2 separate regions of the Danio rerio genome follow, and region 1 is linked to region 2. The links are chromatin contacts, called in public HiChIP or PLAC-seq maps. All regions are on one chromosome and are shown on one strand. Each heading gives the region's core, a stretch centred on a gene start, on an enhancer-like site or on the middle of the called end of the contact. The rest is flanking DNA. Distances are from core to core; before and after follow the strand shown.

Evidence for each region. HiChIP or PLAC-seq counts read pairs in DNA pulled down with a chosen protein or histone mark.
Region 1: a contact with region 2 is called in an H3K4me3 HiChIP or PLAC-seq map of embryo, with 4 times the contacts expected there. The contact joins the promoter of dcbld2 here to the promoter of LOC101885868 in region 2. A contact is called at or near these places in 1 of 18 Hi-C or Micro-C datasets (embryo) and 1 of 4 datasets of contacts at active chromatin or transcription factors (embryo).

The regions. Positions count from the first base shown.
Region 1 is chr9:31,727,172-31,729,871 of GRCz12tu, forward strand. dcbld2 (discoidin, CUB and LCCL domain containing 2) reads right to left here and starts at 1,383. Exons shown (of 15, transcript NM_001080171.2): 1 at 1,069-1,383. The coding sequence starts at 1,174.
Region 2 is chr9:31,379,245-31,381,944 of GRCz12tu, forward strand. It overlaps LOC101885868, which reads right to left and starts at 1,276. Exons shown (of 3, transcript XR_002459518.3): 1 at 1,216-1,276; 2 at 1-1,114.

The sequences.
Region 1 (2,700 bases), core at 133-2,632, 350 kb after region 2:
ACATTTCACACACACACACACATATATATATATATATATATATATATATAAATCATATAAAAAACATGGTACCCCTACTCTAAATAATTATCCAGTCTACTGGTCATCAATTGCTACTAAGAAGGACTAGAAAAACTCAATTGCTTAAGGTATAAATAATAATTTTGTCCTATTTCTTACACATTTTGGAACACAAGATCAATGACCTGATGATAACAATTGGAAGGTGTTTGATAAAGGATATATCTCATCATTGACAATCATGATAGACTTATTTAGTACTCTTTCTTTGTGTATATACTTTCAGTGCTCTTTAGTTTTATTCCCAACAACTTACTGGCTGTTGTTACCTTCCCCAGTGACCACTTTCTGGGCCTCAGAATCATTTCCATACCAACAGATCACACAAAATGTTTAAATACTTTTGATAAAAGCACTATAAAGCATGATCAACAATGTGCTTTGTAGTGCTTTAAGAAGTACATTTTCAGTTTTTCCTTATACTGTCAGTCCATACATCCCACTTAAGTTTATTGACCAACATCACACCCAAATATTTATAATTTGTTACTAACTGAATTCATCTCAGATTAAAGTACAGTAAGTGTGGGCCACTACTTGTTTCTGTGATGAACAGTTTGACACTGGACAGCACATGAACTCGCTACATATTTGGGAAAGCAGAGGGGGCAGCGCGGGGCCCATGTCAGGCGTTGCGTCATCACGTTCCTCTGTTGCTTCAGCTGTAGCACAGCAACAAGGTTAGAATGCACGCGCACAAACTCCTCTATTAAAGCGAGGTGTTTGTTTACCCAGTGAACGTGTTACTGGGTTAGCCCAGAGAGTTACGTGGCTTGTTTAATTAGTGTGGTCAAGTGTCTTGGTCGAATTGAACCAAGATTTGAACCTACAATCTTTCATTTAACTGCCCGGATCTTTAACCATCACACTTAAGGAGAGTTTGTTTTGAAACCGCACTGAATCCCAAACCCAGAGCTATTAAAGCAATTTAAGAGAAGTTTAACTTAGTCTTAAAAACTTTAGCCACTCCGTTGAAGGATCACGTACCCTTCTGCGCCCGTGAGCTTCTGGCACCTAGTAGTACGATGAAGACGATCAGGATGAAGAGCGCAGCCCCTCCGGTTCCTCTGCCCACCATTACCGACGCGTCCATCCCAGCAGCCTGCAGTCCGAATGCATAATGCTAAAGTGTCCCGATCGGCCGCGCGCGCGTCACGGTCCTTATAAGAGCGCGCGGGTCAGCGTGAGTTTAGTATCGGGAAGGTTTTGTTGACGCTTCCTGAACTCTTGAAGCGGTGCACCGTTAGAACAAACACGGGCTCTTCATCCCCTGATATATTACACGACTTCCTCAACTTCCGCTCCTCCCACCGCACAGCGGCCCCTAGATGGGAATTCTGTGGTATTCCATACATTGTTGTGGATTAGGAGATTCAGTGGAGTTTTTGTTTTGCTGTAGACTAATATATATATACTCGAAACAAGATGTTAGAATTATTTGGAAAAAAATTGAGAAAACGTAAACTATGAATATTAATGTCATTAACAAGATAGCTGACAGTTTATAGCCTAACGTTACAGCAATTTTGCAAAAACTTGTAAATGTCCTTGTAAATAATGTGGCAACAACAAAATGATAATTATCAAAATAATATAAATAAATAATAATACAAATAAAATAATAATAAAGTTATTATCATATTATTACATTATTGTTACAATTTGTTATTGTAATAAAATAAGCATTTACCCTTGTGTACTGTTGGGGATGTTTTTATCCACTCTGGGGTAATTTTGTGTCTTAATTTGGCCATAACATTTTCTCTGTTTCAGATAGCAGAATGATTTTTGCGGACAACTCTTATTCAACACATATTTTGAGAAATGCTTTGACATAAAAAAAAAAAACTTAACAATACACTTTGAGCAAATTTACTACCCTTTGTTATGTTAGGGATGAAAACTGCTGTAAAAAATGCATCAGATAAAAGTTTTTTTTTTTCAAATCTGTTAATCAACCTCAGTCCTGATAAAAACTACTAAATTGTTTAGAAAGTTTTTTTAACTCTTTAATTGACAAATTCATAAATGAATGCACTGATTTGGTGAAAAAAAAACACCCACTAAATCACATATTTTCAATATAAAAAAGTAATTTGAACTGGATTTTTAACCTTTTATCAAAGTCTTGGACATGTGAAACAACATAGCCTTTCACGTTTTCTTTTACGATTCATTTTCATTTTTTCTCCCCAATTTACTGTTGGTGGCTGTTTTGCCCATTGATTCCATTAAAAACATTTTTTATTACAAAACTATGACATCATATGATCATGCATGTTTGATTGTTGGTGGTTTTCCCTGTTGAGAAGAGGTCAAATTTGTCATTTTACTGTTGATCATCAGTTGGCACCATTAACCCTTTAGAAAAAAAATACATTTACAAAACATTACATTTTGTATGGAGTATAACAGCAAATTAATGTGTGTTTATGTGTGTCTGTGAGTGTGTAAGAGTGTATAGTGTCAAAATATGCATCTCAGCTCACAGAATTACAGTTGAAGTCAGAATTATTAGTCCCCCTTTGAATTTTTTTTCTCTTTATTAAATATTTCCCAAAGGATGTTTAACAGAGCAAGGAAATTTTCACAGTATGTCTGATAATATTTTTCTTCTGG
Region 2 (2,700 bases), core at 26-2,525:
CTACTCTTCTTACAATCTCTGGAGTAGCAGTTTGATTACGCAGAAATGGGGCATAATGTTGAGTGACAACATCCTGACTAGTTTGAATGTCTTTCAAAATTTGCTCAAGCTCTTCACATGTGCATAAGGCTTTTAATTTACATCTAATTTCTTTAGCTGTCTGCTTCCAGGAAGTATAAGCTTTATTAAAGGCTTTCTCGTGCTTTTTTGTCTCTTGTTTTTGCATTTCTAAACCCTTTTCTGTGGGATTTCTTTTTCGAGAGCTTGATCTTGATCTAACCTGTTGCATTTCTGTTGTACTATTCAGATCTTTATCAAGAACTGACCTTTGACTTGCTTGTGCCGCCATTTGCTCCGCTGTGTCGTCCATTTTGTCTGTCTACAACTTAAATCAGCAACCTGCTTACATCAGACAAATTTAAACACCTAAAATATTATAGCAAAGGTAATAAGTCAAAATCACATGTGCAACAACAGTATAAACTCTTAAGATTTTAAGCACTTTAAAAATTGCAAACATTTGTCTAATACATGCATCATGAATATAAGCCCAACATTACACAAACACCTTGAAACATGAGCACTTAAATCATTAGTCACTCCTCATTCTCAAACTTCAATTACTGCATACAAATTCAACAAAGCATACAAATATAAATCCTTTTTTTTCTTTAAAAATTGCAATTATCCCAAAAGTAATAAATAGATAAATATTTTTCCTTTTCTTGTACCTCTGAGTCCACAACGTTTGTTTGCAGTCACCTTTCAGTCTTTCATGAAGAGTTTTCCCAGTTAACCGTGTAAAGTCGCCGTCCTAGTGTAGATTCAGTCTGTTGTAGATACCATGCAGTGCCACAGACGAGATGAAGGCTTGTTACATGACACTCATGTGATGAATCACCAACGTGATGCAAACGCCATGTGTAGCAGCGAGTTTTACTGTAGCAGCCCTTCAGCTTTCAAAGAATAGGCAGAGAGTTTTTGACGGGTGCATTTAAAAAGGTTTACTTGGATGCAATAAAGCTCATCACATAAATCATCGTCTCAGTTCTTTGTTGTATACACAGAAGCATCAAAAGACCAAAGGCACCAAAAGCACCAAAGCACCGTAAAACTAGAGAAAACAAACAAACAAACAACATAGAAAAATAAACAACAAACATTTACAAAACATCTAACATTTTCCAAATAAATCAAACAATAAACAAAACATACCTCGCTCTGCTTGCCGAAGGGACACTAAAAGCTCAAGGCATTCTTCCGAGCTGTACCTGTTAGCTCATGAACAAACGTGAATTGCTCTTACTCTGCTTTGTCTCACTTAAATCCTATTAGTCTAGAGCGCCCTCCTGTGGTGACTCCAATTAGGGCAAGCAAAGCGAGTACATTAAATCATGGGCAGTTACAGCATTCATTAACAAAGTGTTGTAAATGCTATAATATATAATACACTTCACAATGTGGTTCAAAACATATCTGTTACCATAGAAACATTAAATATATTGTCCTATTACATGAAATAAGACAAGTTACTCTCATGGCAGAGCTGAATATGTTGATGAACTCACTGTATTCAACAGTTTTCCACATCTTCTTTACACACTGACCAGAAGTGCAAAAATGGCATCCGATCACCTGAGAAACACTAAAGAGTCAGTGATGCTGAGATGAGTTTCAGTTCAAAACAGCACAAACATTTGAAACTATACAATCCTATTCATATGGTCTTATAGTTTAACTGAAAGAAATGCAGATTATACATTGTCATTTAATTATTTTCAATAAATAAAACAAAAGCTTCAAAATTAGTGCACTTTAAACATGCTCCAATACCTGTAAAAATTATGCATCTTTAGCTTTCTTTTCCTTTGAAACAAAGGAAATCTCTTTTGATTTCCTCAGTCTTCTCTTCTGTTTTGTTATTCTTTCTGAGTCTTAGAAACTGGTGACGTTTCTCAAGCTCGTCCCTAATCAGCATCTCCATGTGTTGGGTATTATTGGTTAATGAATATTCAGTGTTCAACACTAAGGATTTTTTCTACCGGTCCGATTGGGCCAATGATTCAGATTTTTACTTGGCCTGGCAAAATTTTCACAGAAATTATGCAAACGAAAAAAGTTATATGGAAAATGTGCTGGAATTTTATTGAAGTTCGAAATTATTTAACAAAAGGTGGCTGACTTGCCAAATTGACGGCGATCGGGCCAGTAATGATCCTCTCTTACTGTCCCAAGCGTCTCCCATGCTGGCCCTGGGCCATTGGGCAGTCCTTATTGTTGAGCCCTGATATTATTTTAGTTGTACAAATCCAGATTGTTATTCTGCTTAATACTGCAAACTACTTATCACATTATTTTATTATCATAATTATCACAAACACACTGATATTTACACTTTGATATCTTGTGGCAAAATGTCATCTGTTTATTCTTCAGATAATAAAAATCCACAGTCTTACAAAGGTTTGTTTCAAACATATGAGTTTCATTTTCTGTTGAACACTAAAGGAGATATTTTGAAAAAAGCTTAAAACCTGTAACCATTGACTTTAGTAGTAGACAAAACAAATACCATGGAAGTCAGTGGTTACAGGTTTCCAGCTTTCCTCAAAACATCTTATTTTATGTTAAACGGAAGTAAAAAAATTCAAACAGGTTTGGGAAAGTGAAGGCATGATGACAGAATTTTAATGTGCTTGA